2 separate regions of the Mus musculus genome follow, and region 2 is linked to region 1. Evidence: chromatin contacts called from public capture Hi-C data. All regions are on one chromosome and are shown on one strand. The core of a region is the stretch at or near the end of the contact, and the rest is flanking DNA. Distances in the headings are between cores, read along the strand shown. Region 1 overlaps Prmt9 (protein arginine methyltransferase 9). Region 2 has its middle 62 kb from the start of Gm6360.

Region 1 (7,913 bases), core at 3,926-6,425:
ACGGGACAACAGAAAACCAAGATCAAACACAGTGTTAGTATAAATCATTGCCTGATGCATGTCTTGTTTGGCCATTTCTCAATGACTTTGTTTGTCTTTAAATTCCTTTTTAAAGATTTACTTAAGTATGCTTTGCCTGCATGTATGTATTTGCATCAGATACTTACCTCAAAGAGGGAGTTATTTGAATTCCACATGTGTATTAGTGGTTGCAGTACACCAGACCTCAGGGGGTTAGGATTGGCATCTGAAGAGGGGCAGTCACATGGGCCTGAGCCCTTTACTGGCGTGATACAGGTCGATAGTGCTCGAATTGACTGGAATCATAAGCGTCTCTGCTGATGTTGGAGAATGAATATGTATATATGAATGAGTGCTTATCTGCATATACACCTGTGTACCAGAAGAGGGCATCAGATCCCATTATAGATGGTCGCAAACCACCATATGGTTTTTGGGAATTGGACTCAGAACCTCTGGAAGAACAGCCAGTGCTCTTAACTGCTGAACCATCTCTCCAGCCCCTGATTAATTTTGAATAAATCTTAATTTAAAATTAATTAATTAATTTTGGAGAAATGTTCTTCCCATTTTGGTGTGAAACGTTTTAATAAACAAGGGAAAGCACTTGTTTGGGTAAAAGTCAAAAAGTTTATGGGATGGGGATGTGGTTCAGTGGTGGCGAGCTAGCCCTGGTTTCCCAGTACTACAAAGGGAAACCTCGTATGACGTAAGTGCCTGGTAAGTGATCCATTTAATAACAGTAAAATAACAAGTTAAGGTGCACTGTTGCCATTCTTGGAACTATTCTTGAGCTTCAAATTTTGGAAAGTTAAAGTGAATTGACAGAAAATTAACAAGTAAATAGGCTAATTTCATAATAGCTCACTAGCTAATAGTAATGATTTTGTTGCAAGTTGTGTCACTTTATTAAGGGATAAGTAATTTCACTAATTGAGATTGGCTCCTGACTTTCCCCTGAACTCAAACAAGTTGTTAGGAACAGCATAGGATGAGCAAGTCACAGACACCTCTTAAATGTACGAGGATCAGCCTGGTAGGCTACGTCATGAGTGTGAATCAGGCTAGTTCCTCTTTACTCACTGTAAGCACACGACCGTGTAAGTGAGTCCTATGGACATGGACAACTTAAAACTAGATGCCGAGGAGCTAGAGAAAGTACCCAAGGAGCTAAAGGGATCTGTAACCCTATAGGTGGAACAACAATATGAACTAGCCAGTACCCCGGAGCTCTTGACTCTAGCTGCATATGTATCAAAAGATGGCCTAGTCGGCCATCACTGCAAAGAGAGGCCCATTGGACTTGCAAACTTTATATGCCCCAGTACAGGGGAACGCCAGGGCCAAAAAGGGGGAGTGGGTGGGTAGAAGAGTAGGGGGGTGGGTATGGGGGACTTTTGGGATAGTATTGGGAAATGTAAATGAGGAAAGTACCTAATTAAAAAAAAAAAGAATAACCTGTGAATTAAACTTTGAAAGATTTACCTGTTAATAAATATCTTCATTCAAAAAAAAAAAAAAAAAAAAAAAAAAAAACTAGATGCCACCCTGACTTAGTGCGTGTCTTGTTCTTGCTGTTCTGTTTCTAATAAGTGTTGAGTGGTCTTCCTTGCTTACTTCTCACTAAACACACAGCTTGCTGATTAGGCTGGTCTAGTTCTCGAACTTGCCAGTAAGAATAAGGATCACCTGGGTGGTATGGATCTAAGCTCTGGTCCTCCCATTTGGCCTGCTGCTGCCTTACCCACTGAATTGTCTCCCCAGCCTCTGAGGCTTAATGATCTATTTAGGGAAGCCATGTAGCAAACATTTAAACATCTATGCGTATTATTTTTAGATATGTACAAACTGGTAGGTGGCTAAGGTAACACAGTGTGCACCTCTCTGTAGTCCCTGCTCTGGAAGTTCATGTAGGAGATCCCCAATTCTCAGTACAAGTAAGGCCTGCGGTCTGGTAAGGGATAGTTTCACTTGGTCTTACAGACCTTACTCTGTCTTCTATCTCTGCGTCCTTTTATGGCTCAGTATGAAAAACAGTATTCCATGATAGTTTTAGTGCCCGCCCTCATGTGGAAACCATTCTGTCAAGGCATGGCCTCCAAGTCCTTGCTACAGAAGTGCTTGGTCCCCATGTGCAGGGAGTGCCGGCTTCCCAGCAGGCACTTGTCTTCTGCTCATAATTCTCTGTCCAGGTACAGCCCACTTGAGGTACTTTTTATAGCCATAGCAGTACTGTTAATATGTTCCTGTGGCACCACAGGGAGAGTGAGGGGAGCGGAAGTGTGGCTGCATTGCAGTAAGTGCACTTTCGTGAGAGAGCTTTCTGTTAACTTTGGTCTTCCTTTCCTTGCTAGACTATTTGTTTACATATATATTTGCATTTGGAGGATTGAATTCTTTATAGAAAGTGAATCATTTCAGATGTTCAGAAAAGTTACAGAATTGTTCAGGGAACTTACCACATACTTTATACTCTCGTGCACTAAGCCATTCCTAGTGATGATGCTGTGAGACCTTCTTCTTCCCAGTCAGACTTTGGCCTTGCCTGAAGTGTTTGAGACCAGCAATGTTGCAGCCAGTTGCATACACATAGTGATCGGGTGTAGAAGATCTTAAGTCTACACATGTTATTTATTCGTGTTTCATATACACCTTATATTCAGTCTTAAAGCAACCTTACAGTATTTTTAGTGTACTTGTTTTTATGGAAACCTATTCATGAAGTCATATATAGAATTTCCCACATACTTTATTGTATGAGTTTTCAAAAAGTGCTGGATTTTGGAGCATTTTGATTTCCATGTGAGGATGATTCCCCATTAATAATTGTGACCTGTTATTAAGAATTTACCAGGCTGGAGAGATGGCTCAGCAGTTAAGAGCACTGACTGCTCTTCTGAAGGTCCTGAGTTCAAATCCTAGCAAACACATGGTGCTCACAAACATCCGTAATGAGGTCTGACACCCTCTTCTGGGGTGTCTGCAGACAGCTACAGTGTACTTACATATAATAAATAAATAAATCTTAAAAAAAAAACACCAAAGAACTTTCCATTCATAAAAAGAATTATTATTATTATTATTATTATTTACCTTAGTCTGTCTCCTGAGTTAACAGTCCAAATATGACTTCTTGGGCAATTATTTCTAGTGGTTTAAATTCTGAGCTACTAGCCACTAGTGACAAGGTCCACCAAACTACATACCATCTATACTTAATTAATTTACAATGCTTGCTTATATCTAAGGCTTTTAAAAGTATTTACCCCTTTTCAGATGTTTATTGCAGTCTGGAGGCAAGATCTTCCCACAGTATGTGCTGATGTTTGGGATGCTTGTGGAGTCCCAGACGCTGGTAGAAGAGAGTGCGGTTCAAGGGACAGAACATACTCTTGGGCTAAACATAGCACCTTTTATTAACCAGTTTCAGGTAAGTGTCTAGAGAACTGTGCAGCCAGGATGTCAGTATCTCCCGGGGTCTTTGTCTCTTCTTTTGAGTTTTTACCTAGTTAGCAGGTTTAGTTGGATAAGAAGGGCTGTCAGTTTCCTGGAGCAAAGGAACTGGTCAGGGAGGAAATCAACCTGAGGGTTAGGATAACCAAGGGCTTCTGTTGTGAATACGGACGAAAGTTAATAGAGTTTGCTCTGCATCGCTGTCATAGAATAAAAGAACAACAAGAGGTTTTAGGCATGCAGTAAACAGTTGTACTTTTGTAACAAAGAAGCATCCAGAAGACTGTATCCGAAGCTTGAATTTCTGTATTGAAGCTTCAGATCGGCTACTGATTGGCATGGGCAGCTGGAGTCCAGGTCTGGGCCACCTGTCTGCATAGCAGGGGTGGGTGGGGCTCAAGAGGGAAGGTTAGTACCAGTTTAAGAAACAAGGAGTCGCTGGGATTTAGAAAGAGAGTGACACCCACACAGATGCACATGTGTGTGCATAAGGTGTGTCTAGATAGAGTGCCCAGGGAAGCCACGTGGGGTTCAAGATGGATGAAGTGGGATGTTGAGTACAAAGTCAGAGAAATGATGTCTAAAGGCTCCAACTAGTCAGCTCTTGAGGATGCCCGAAGTCTTCCTTGACTACTTAAGGAATAAATTATTTAACTACTCTTTTTGGGGGTTGGGGGTGTGGCTAACCAAGGTTTTAGAGTTAGTTTAATATCTCTCTCTTGTGATCTTCACAAGGTAGAGATGTTTAAGCTGTTTCTGTGCATGGTCCCAAACTGCCACCCATCTTTCTATTGTAATGTTTTAAAAGGATTATTTTCTTACTTTAGTGTGTGAGTGTTTGTTTGTATGCATGTGTATCTTGTGAGTGCATTGCTCATGTAGTCTAGAGGAGATAAGATCTGGAACTAGAATTACAGATGGTTGTGAGCCACCCTGGCATCTATCTGCCAGAGCGGTAACCACTCTTAACTGCTAGGACATCTCTCCAATCCCTATCTTTCTATTTTATTCCCACTTGATCCCGACTCCAGCAGCTCTTAATTCTGTCAGGGTCTACAAGATGCTGGTCCTGTTGCCCTTTCACAGTGTCTCCCTCTCATGACCACTGTGCCCTTGTGGTCTGTGTGGTTTTCATCTAATGTAACTGGGATAATGCACTCCATCCCTCAGTGTTCTTGAACGAGCATGCCTGGGTTAAGCCCCACCCACTGTGTTTCTACAGAACATACATAACACCATACAGTTGGCCCGTTTATCATGGTCACTTGACCACTTATGTAAAGACAGTCCTTAACCTTCCTTAGCAGTTTTGTACTTTAGAGTCTATTTACCCCATTGCCTTAGTATTGTCTCCTCTCTTAGGATGATTGACCACTAGAAAACTGTGTCGATCAATGAAACAGAATCAGAGGTTGTTAAAAGAATATAATACACTAACAACTATTCCTCTCCTTCAGGATCAGGGCTTAGACAGGGACTACAGACTCCTCAGCCAACTCCTCAGCTGTTCCTTGGCAGAAAGAGGGCAAGACCTCTAACTCCAGCATTAACACTATATAGTCAGATACCTCCTTGCCCTTAACACCTAGGATGCCATTTCTGATTCCAGAGATGGAATTAAATGACTCCACACCCTAGATAGATAGCTGCCCAGTATGAGAATCTCTGACATGGTGTGGGACATGCCCCATGGGGTAAATCAGGATCCTTAGGCAGCATCACAGGGGGCTGGGCGTGGAATGATGTAACAACCTGCGTTGAAAAGTCTCTTTGGTGACTGTTAGGAATAAAACATTTGTGAGGCCAGTCAGAGACATCCATAACAGTCAATGAGACTTAGACTGGCTTAGACTGGCTTAGACTGGCTTAGACTGGCTTAGACCGGCTTAGACTGGACCTGGGGCCAAGTGAGCTTCTGCATAGATTTTAAAGGTGGGAGTTTTATAGATTGGATGTAGAATATGAGAAAGGACCAGGAAGGCTAGTTACCATTTTTTAATGTAGGGAAACAGTGGAGTGGTAAGCTGTATTGTGTATATAAGAGGTGTCAGAGGGGGTCATTGAGCAGCTGGATAAGGAGGATTCAAAGAAAACTAGGCTAAGCATGTAAAGTTGGCAGTCAGTATCATGGATGTCATTAAAACCATAGAGTGGACGGCACACTAGCGGTGTGCAAAGAAAGGCTTGAGAACTGAATATAGAGAGCTTGCAAGGTGCTAAGCTTTAGTGTAATAGCAGCAGGGGAGGCTAGGAGGTTAAGCTGAGAAAAGTGGAGACAGGCAGTACGATGCAGGAGAGCTGTGAGCATCTCAGTCCCAGGCAGGGAGAAGTGGGAATGAGGGTCTCAGGGCCTGGCCTAAGAGAACAGGAGTCCACGGCACAGTCCAGGGAAGATTGGAGTGCCTGGGAGAGGTTGGTGAATCCGGCCACTCATGAAGACTGAGCTCAGCCTCTCCCAGAAAGGAAAGCACCCTCTGAGCAGCACCATCTTCTTAGTTCATACAAGGAACAGGCTTCAGAATCCTGGGCCTGGCTACAAACTGCCATGGGTGAGCCCTGAGCAGCTTCCCCAGCGACTTGAATTTGTAGGCAAGATTTTGAAAGAACCACAGCTTTGTAGAGAAGAGATCATTTTTCTGAGTGAATCTGTTCAGATGAAATTTTGTTTGTTTGTGACAAGATCTCATTGGTTAGACTTGGCTATTCTGGAACTCACTGTTAGACCAAGCTGGCCTCTCACAGAGCTATCTTGGCCTCTGACTCTGGTATTTAGGGCATGAGCCACCATGCCTGGCTGAATTTGGTGTCTCTGATCAAATACAGTAAATACTAAATGTTACATTGTTTGCTTGTTAGTATACATGTTCTAGGTATAAATGTTTTTGGAATGGTTTGGCCACTTGAAAGTGTAGTGTGTTTCCTTCCAAGAAAAAAGCCTGTAAGTAACAAAGCACACCAAGGTGCTGAACCTGCCTACAAACCTAGCTTTTCATGCCTTAGGACTGATGCGCAAAATACCGAGGCATAGGAAGCATTGTCAGAGGAGCTGATGGAGTGCAGAGGAAGTGCTGACTGCGAAATGATCTAAGTGAAAGTGGGCTCTCTTTTTAGGTGCCTATCCGGGTATGTCTGGATTTATCTTCTTTGCCATGTGTCCCTTTAAGCCAACCAGTGGAGCTGTTGAGGTTGGATCTGATGACTCCATATTTGAACACTTCCAATAAAGAAGTAAAGGTAAGGACAGCTACAAATGATCACTCTTGTCATTTCAAGACATTTACCTTAAACGGAAGGTACTATCTTTATTTACACGGGCTATCATTTCCTTTGAAGAGTTAAATCTTATTCTAAACAACATGCAAACATAGACTAGATAAATATTAGTGTTTAAAATTAGTTACAATTAAATTAGAATGAGGAGTTAAATATATATTTAGTTTCTGTATTCATATTGATTAGAAAGGAAAAAAAAAAGACCTAACTTTCCTTGATGGAATGTTCAAAATTTACTTTCGACAGGTCCGTGTGTGCAGGTCTGGTCGAGTGACCGCTGTTCCATTTTGGTTTCATCTGTGCCTGGATGACGAGGTGAGGCTGGACACCTCAGGTGAAGCCTCCCACTGGAAACAAGCTGCAGTTGTTCTGGATAATCCCATCCAAGTACAAGCGGGAGAGGAGCTTGTGCTCAGCGTTGAGCATCACAAAAGCAACGTCAGCATCGCAGTGAAGCCGTGAGATTGTCATCGAACAATGAATGTGTGAAAATCCCTGGAGTCATCAAAAATGTTTAAGGGTTGCAATAATAAAGCCCATGTTAAAAGTCTTAAAGTGTATGTAACATTATTTTTAAAATGTAGACTTTGCTTTCTAGACAAGGAGCTATCTTTTGTTTCTTTAGATTGGGAAGCCATTGTGCTGGGATTTTGTTGAGACTTTGTAGTGATTTACAAGGTGTCTGCCTCGTGGTCATCTCAGTTAAGCCAATGGTTAAGGTTTCCAGGTCTCGGCTTATAACGGGGCAATGTGTAAAAGTCTGCAGCAGCGGCTCTGAACCAGAGCCTGCTTCTGTTAGGTACTGGGAGTATTAACGAATGAAGGGCGTAGGGAGAAGTGTCCTCAGGAGGCAATGTTTCCTTCTCTACTTTGGCAAAAAGAAAGTTAAACATCAGTGGCAAACAAAAGCTTAAAAATGCCAAAGCAGAATTTGTGTAAGTTCAAATTTTGATTTGAATGCCCTGTTGCAAAGCTTTGTACCCATTTTTTAAAAATTAATTTATTTTATGTCTATGAGTACACTGTAGCTATCTTCAGACATGCCAGAAGAGGGCATCAGATCCCATTACAGATGGTTGTGAACCACCATGTGGTTGCTGGGAATTGAACTCAGGATCTCTAGAAGAGCAGCCTATGCTCTAAACCACTGAGCCATCTCCCCAGTC
Region 2 (7,913 bases), core at 2,484-4,983, 560 kb after region 1:
AACTACTCTTCCTTCTGCCGATGTCACTTACAACTTTAGAAGGCCTACCGTCTCGCACATTTGATAGCCTCTTTGCAGAACACACACTGGTGCTTGCCCTCAGATGGGCTCCTCACACGTAGACTTAGGCACACCGATGTGAATATATAGCAAAATCATTGTTGTTTAAGGAAGTCATCATTAGACTCAACTGGCCATATTAAAGCCACATCAAAGCCGCCTGAGCTGCCCTCGTCTTGACAGGATAATTGCAAGGGCGAGCAGTGGGGCTAAAGGGTACAGGGCCCGCACAGATGGTGGGAGGGGAAGACAGGTGTTTGAATAAACGCAGCTTCCTAGTAGATCTGCTCAAGCTCCTGACTCTCTGTGCATTTGTCCTGGCCCACAAGCCACACTGTTATTCCTATTGGTTTTGCAGATGGCCACCGAGGAAACCTCAAATGATGCTAAAATGTGTTTAAATATTAAACATGACATGGACATGGATGGATCTAGCCAGTGCAGGCAGAATTGTGTCCATGATGTCCTGTTGTGATAAGAGGCCCCAAGAGCTTAAACATCATCACTGGATATGAATTCTGAAAGCTCCAGACAGCTATGGCTGCCAAGCGAGAATCACAAAATTCCAAGAACTCTATCTCATCCCTCAGTCTGGACCTGACTGCCCAGCATCTTCTCTTGTCCCCATTACCACTGGAAAGGAGAGTGTGTGTGTAATAGCTTAGCTTCTAAAACAATATATAGAAATATGGGAAAGGGACAATAAAACTGGCCCTGCCAGGGACCACACCTTTCTCTCAACATTTCATCAACAGCAGTAACACTGGAATGCCGAGGACAGCCATCATTAAATAAATACATGGTTTCAATCCCCAGCAGTGCGTAAGCTGCATGTAGTGGGGCATGGCTATGATCCTAGTTCTGAGGAGGTGAAGGAAGGACAATCAGAAGTTCAGTGTTATAGCCACAGTGGCATAAAGGCCAGCCTGGGCTACGTGAGTACACACATTGGACAACTTTGTTCAGAACAAAAACAGAGACGGTGACTACCATGAAAATGGCCGCCGTACCCTGAGAGACTTGCTGTAAGGGGGCATTATCAATGAGTAGAGACCTAGCGGTCCTATCTGCTTTACACCGTGCACAGTGCTGGGTTACTTCTCTTTGCTCCCAGCTGTGTGCTCCATTTTACCTAGATTCCTCCCTAATGGAAACTGACTGTAAATCTGCAGCTTTCAATAAGCAAAGGAGAAGGCTTGAACACTGAGTCCCACCCGCACGGCAGGGGACACCGGGTAGTAGTTACCTGTCAAAGATTCAGACCTCCTGCCACCACCCAGTCCATTAGCACGTCATCTAGCCAGTGTGGAAAGTGATATTGAAGCAAGACTGAGACTGGGGGGGGGGGGGGGCTCTAGTCTGACAGAACAAAATCACCTGCCTAAAGTGGGAAGGGTCTCAGCTTCTCTGAGAGGAAAATGAAGATCAGTTTATTTGAACATAAAGATTATATGCCTAGGAGCAAGATCATAGCTGTCCTTATCGGGACTTAAATCACTCCTTATTTTATAGTGGAAATTAGCTTATGACTGAGTCCTCATATTGCCAAAGGCAGTGCACGGCATAACGAGGCAGCACTGGGGAGATCCCAGCACTGTCTCCTTAGTCCTGTGTTCTAGAAGACAGCAGATTAACCAACGTACTGCATCCACATCCTTACTAAGGTATGTCTCTACTAGACACATATAGAATAGTTGGCTTTGTGTAATAGTACTGTTTCGATAATATGGTTAACTTAAAAATATCATAAGTAATTTTAACTAGAAGAACATAAATTATATTTTATTTGGATCACCCATTCTTTCTCACAGGAGTAATTTATGGTGCCTCCTTCGCGTCTTCCCAAGTCTGTTTTCTCAGTAGCTCAGGTTCCCTTTCCTGCTTGGTTATCACAGGTTGGCTGGTAGAGTCTTTGGCCCTTCACTGCTGTCTGATCAGCCTCTCTGGTTTTCCATTTTCTTCTCTGCTTTGGTAGCTCTCCGGCTTTTCCTTTCCATCTCACTGATATTTCTCTCCCCTCACCCCGATTTCTAGCGCTTTCTATCTCTACTTTGCTTGCTTTTCCTTACTTTAGTCACTGGTGTTTTCTTTAAGGAAGATTGACACTTTTCATAGGTGATAGGAGGGGTAAACCCTCCACTTACCCCACTGTCGATGAAGCCCCTGCTTCTACAGCACCTAGCCGGTTGGATGGGGCAGAGAGTGCCAAATTATTGGGAGAGCACAAGGATTCCCCAAGGCTTTCCCAATACCAACTCTTTTTCTAAGGAGATGGGATTTGGTTCCTAAGTTCTACCACAGAAGATACCAAGATTTAGGGTTTTATCAACAGAAGCGTGGATATTTGTACTTTTTAATACTTGAACACCATCATACGCATAGAAAGTTGGAAAATAAATGTAGTCACTTAGATGAGGGGGTCATAGAATTTTAGAGATGGGTTTTTGAACATTTTAAATAGCATGTTAGTGTGAATGTGTAATCAGGTATTGCCTACCCAGAGGTAGCCAGTGGCTATGAGATGAAGGACAGGCTCAAGGCGTGAAGAAGACAGGGATTAGAGAGCAGCCAAAGGCAATGAACGCAGAATGACTGGGTCACTTGTGATGCCTGTGGGACCATGTCAGAGAAGAAAGCCACCACCAGCATGAAGGTGGGCATGTGGGAGTGTTGGACCAGGTATGCCAGAGATTATGTTCCCACACTCACAACTTCAAGTCCCTAATTCCTGGAAAAGGGGACTGTAAAGGAAGACATGGATCAGCAAGCATTGTAAGTTCCCTGTGTGGGGAAGGATATATAACTCAACAATCAAACAATGTAACTCAACAGTCATTCTTGTCATTTATATTTATCATTCATTCATCAGTGAATTGTTAAGCTCTTACTATGTATGGGACATTATTCTTACAAGAGAATAAAAGAGTTATAAAGTGGTATCTGTCTTTGAGAATCTTTCATTTTAATGTATGAGGTAGATAATAAACCCTCAAACACATATACTCCTACTATTACTATTTTAACCAGTAATAATAATGACTAATACCCATATGACAGTCTTAATTGCACAATAGGTAATATATCCTATTCAAGGTACCATGTCCTAGGTAGCAGGCTATCTGATAAGAAGTAAAGGCCAGCAGATGCTGTATAGATAATAAAGGCCATTGGATGTTATGGAAACATTTTGCCAATGACGATGCTGTATAATTCAAAGTAGCAATACAGTTTTTGGAAGCTGAACTCTTAGATGTAAGTAAGTTACACTATTTATATTGGAACTCAGATATTCTCTCTTTCAAACAGGGATAATAAAGTTAGTTACATAGGTTTGTATAATCATAAAGTCAGATCACATTCCATAATGTGTGATATCTCACATAGTCCCGGCATATAGTAAATGTCAAAATCAAACACTAAGATGTGAAGCTCAGTGATAGCAAAAAAGAAAATTTGCTTGTGGCTGGATGTTTCTAGGAGAAGAAAGAACTTTCTTCAAGGATCTAGTGATCCAGACCGAGGAGGAGTATAAAGGAGACAGAGCCTTCCAAGGGAAGCTACTGCTAAGAAATCGCCATTTCCAATAGAAGAGGCAGAGGCAGTCCAGTCCATTCAGTCCCGCCCCAGGGGAGCGCAGGAGGTCAGACCATTCAGTCCCGCAAGTCCTGGAGCTCAGGGCTGGAAGGTAGAGAGGGGGCCAGACCACATCCAGCTGGTTGATTCTGGGTTCACCTGGCAGTGGACAGCAGGCTCTTTATACAGAGGTAAAGAGGAGGACTTGGCCTTCCTTTGTGTTTGTAAAGCCTCATAATCCTCTCTTGTGCTCTCTGCAGACTCACTCCATCCAGCAGGAACCGAGATGAGATGTCCTACTACTGTAAAATGAAAAAAAAAAAGTGTTCACAATGTGGGTTTTATTTTCTTTTTCCTACAATCATGTTCTAGGTTTATCAACAGTTCAGCTTCATGATGAACAATCCAAACTGGGCCAAGTTGATGTGAAGGCTAGCTCTAAGGGCATGGTTTTGTTGATTATTTGGTGTAGGAGAAAAACATGGGTTTCATAATGGCAGGATAATAAGAATTACCATCATCATCATCATCATTATTGTCAAAAAAGGGACCTTCAGAACCTTGACCTTTTCTCAAAGAGAAAGTAAAAGTTTGTTAATGCAGAACCAGGGCGTATGTGGGAAGGACCGGTAGTGGTCATGGCTGGAAAATAAAGGCAAATGGAGTTTGTGCTAGATTTAGCAAATACTGTCTTCTATCATTTTTAGAAATTCATTTAGCCTGTTAGGTAGCCTCCTGAAAACGGTAACTGGGGATAATTGGGGTCATAATACCAGTAGATTAGACTGTGATATCTTTGTCAGTGCTGACCTCTAACTCATACAGGTCATTTAATCAAGAGAAGATGAGTTAATGGTGTAACTTTATGGAGGTGGGCGGCAGACCTCAATGTAAAATTTATATTATAATGTATATGCAAATTTAACACATCTGATACTCCTAATAAAAAATGTTTAGAGAGAACTACTCTTTCAGTATATTCTTGTTATAGTTTAGTACATGTGAGAAACATACAGGGAAGTCCTGGGGAAATGCAGGGCCCATGTATCGTTATAATTAAGGCCCATTTATCATGATAAGTATCCACATGTTTCATGTGAAATCTTCCATTAAATACCAGAAAGATGATTAATAGTCGGAACCATTAATGTGGCAACTTGGATTCTGTCCTTATTCTGCAAGATACCCAGTGACTACTATGGATCTTTCTAAATGACATGAAACTAGAACTCCCAGTTGTCATCTTGGGTTTTGTATTTTCACTAGGCTTAGTTAAAATGCTTGATCCATTTTAGTTAATCAGACTTTCAGAGATAACATTGTATGGTACCCGTCATGGCTGATGCTTACAAGTTGCATTGCATAGCCTTAAATATAACAAGTACTTAATATAACTGAGTAGGTAGATGCTCAGTAAATATGCGTGTCTGTCAACAGACCACCTCAGTGTAGTCAGCACTCTCCTGTTTTATTAGAAGTCCCTGTGCTTTGACCTATAATCGATGGAGAACCAGGAACCTATAATTGATGGAGAATCAACATTTGATAGCGCTCTAAAGCATGGGCCTGTCAGCAGGGTTACAAGAGGCTCTGAATAGAAAACACACAGAGAGAAGATGGCTACATTTAAAGAAAAAGGGGGGGCTTCAGAGCCACTTATCAGTGCACTTTGAAATTGGGATACAGAGGAGATTGCTTCCCAGACACACTTCAGAATCTCTCAGCAGATGTCTTAGTCAGGGTTTCTATTACTGCAACAAAGTACCAGGACCAAAAAGCAAGTTGGGGAGGAAAGGATTTATTCAGCTCACACTTCCAGATCATAGTCCATCACTGGAGGAAGTCAGGACAGGAACTTAAGCAGGGCAGGATACTGAGGCAGGAGCTGACACAGAAGCCATGGAGGGATGCTGCTTACTGGCTTGCTTCCCATGCCTTGCTCAGCCTGCTTCCTTATAGAACCCAGGACCACCAGCCCAGGGATGGCACCACCATGGCCAAGGACCTCCCCCATGGATCACTAATTGAGAAAATGCCTTATAGATGGATCTCATGGAGGCATTTCCTCAACTGAGGCTCCTTCCTCTCTGATGACTCTAACTTGTGTCAAGTTGACACAGAAAGCCAGCCAGTACAGTAGGACAGAGGGACATGCATGCAGCATTTGAGCGGAGATTATCACCTCTTCAACACTGAATAGTTTAACAATGGTTTTTCAATGTTTTTGATATGGCTGAAGTAAATCAAAGCATCTTTCCCTATTTTGAAAGTGTCAAAATATTTGAATAACTGTGTCCTTCTAAAACAGCATAATGTGAGTCTGGGTATTTAACAACAACAACAACAACAAAAATCTCTTATCTGAAAGAGTTCTATCGTAAATTGAAAAAACACCATTTTGGCTTGGAAGAGTCACCTCAGCCTATAGTTACTCAGTACTTGGTACAGTTGACTCTGAGCCATTTTATGGTTGTTGTTAAATACATGAAGAAATTTAATGAGCTATAAAAAGCAGGAGAGTCTTCATTCCTTTGGGTTTGGGGGAGAATAAAAACACACACAATCTCTTTCATTTCTTTTATGTATTAAAACCCACCTTCTCTGACATCAATATCACTTTAGCTGACTCTGTTGCTGCAAATCATGTTCTCTCCACCTTCGTCAAGGTCATACCAGGCACGATGACCCTGTACACAGCATAGAATGCCTCCCTAGGGTCTTCTTCCTATCCCACTGTGATGGAAAGTGTGTCCTGAAAGTTCACATACCGAAGTCTTAGTTCTCATCTCATGGTTTTTTTTTTTTTTTTTTTTTTGTGAGATGACTGGATCCAGAGGGTGCTAACTTTAGCCACAGGTTAGGCCCTGGCCAGTCACCTTTAGCTGGATGGCTATTAGAAGGTACCATCCAGTTGCAGGAAGGAGGTCAATGGGTGTCTGCCTTTGAAGGGTGTACTTTGTTCCTGACTCTTGGTCTTCCTGCTTCCTGCCTGCTGTGAGTGAAGCAGCTTTCCTGCCTCCCCCAGCACGATGTATCACGTTTCTTCCTTACTATAGACTTCAACTCAAAGGAGCCAGCCAGTGTATAATGAAGGCCATGAGACCATTATCCAAGGTAATCTTTCTTCCTTCAAGGTGTCTTCTCAAGCATTTCGTCATGGCAACAACATCTTACTTGTGCATCCTTGTGCTGAATGATGGCTCTGTGATACACTAACAGAATTCCTAGCTTCACTTCCATGCCCAGGCCTTGATCAGCACCCTACCCACCACTGTTTGACTTTCTGTTCTTAGTGCTGTGATGGAGCAGCTGACAAAATAACTTAAAAAGCATCATGCTTGCTTGGGTTTATGCTTTAAGAAGTGATACAGGGAGCTAGAGAGATATCTCCATGGTTAAGACCATGTGCTACTCTTTCAGAGGACCTGAGTTCAGTTTCTAGCATCCACATCATGTGGCTCGCAACTTCCTATAACTTCACCTCCAGGTATCCAACGCCTCTGGCCTCTGCAGACACCAGCACTGAGGAGTGCATGCCCAAACACACACACACTGCTAAAAATAACTTAAGTAAAGACTTTTTGAAAAATAAATGGTATAGTCAGTCTATCATAGCAGAGAAGGCATACAGGCCATGAGTATGAGCTGGTTGGTCATATTTTATACGTAGTTAGGAGGCAGAGAGAAAGAGGAATACCTCCTTTTTAAAATTTCAGTTTAGAACCATAGTATATGGTTTACACTCAGGATAGATCTTTTCTCCTCAGTCAAACCTCTCTGCAAACACTCTTGGAGGCATATCCAGAGTCCCACTTCCTGGTGATTTACAAGTCCAGCCATGTAAACCATGAAGATTTGCCATTATACCCACATACTATAGTTGATCTCTTCCTTTCAATTTCACTGTGAGTTTCAGCTCCTTGTGTTGGTTGTACAAGTTCTCATAGGTTGAGTTGGTCACTCTCGTTCAATGTTTTCAATCTAAGCCTTCAGACCCAGTCTTCTAGGTCTCAAACCAAATGCAAAAGTTGTGTGAACTTAAGACCCAGACCAGTTCCTGCCACTCAGCTGATGACGAAGTGGCCTAGACACCCAGCATGCCTTAGGTGCAGGTATAACGGACTGAGATGTTCCTTCTGGAAGCTTCTCCATGCCTCCTTAGAAAGACACAGAGCTTGAGATTTCAGACTTCTGATCCCTGATTAGTGAGTTGAAAAGACAAGGAAAGCCCCAGCTTCAGCAAAGTTTCCCAGGATGTCATGGCATTCATTGCTGCTCCA

Evidence for each region. Capture Hi-C pulls out chosen DNA fragments and counts their contacts.
Region 2: a contact with region 1 is called in a capture Hi-C map of embryonic stem cells, with 4 times the contacts expected there. The contact joins two enhancer-like sites. A contact is called at or near these places in 1 of 15 datasets of contacts at CTCF or cohesin (stem cell-derived epiblast-like cells), 1 of 115 datasets of contacts at active chromatin or transcription factors (embryonic stem cells) and 1 of 9 other capture datasets (embryonic stem cells).

The regions. Positions count from the first base shown.
Region 1 is chr8:77,574,041-77,581,953 of GRCm38.p6, forward strand. Prmt9 (protein arginine methyltransferase 9) reads left to right here. Exons shown (of 12, transcript NM_001081240.3): 10 at 3,298-3,451; 11 at 6,586-6,708; 12 at 6,994-7,298. The coding sequence ends at 7,209. Among named protein-coding and RNA genes, the nearest start is that of Prmt9, 29 kb to the left of the region's middle. Within about 2 kb of position 5,176, at least 11 of the 459 cell types and tissues checked have an H3K27ac peak or open chromatin away from gene starts, as enhancers often do. A contact at or near this core is called in embryonic stem cells, where this site is marked.
Region 2 is chr8:78,130,813-78,138,725 of GRCm38.p6, forward strand. No RefSeq gene overlaps it. Among named protein-coding and RNA genes, the nearest start is that of Gm6360, 62 kb to the left of the region's middle. Within about 2 kb of position 3,734, at least 4 of the 459 cell types and tissues checked have an H3K27ac peak or open chromatin away from gene starts, as enhancers often do. A contact at or near this core is called in embryonic stem cells, where this site is marked.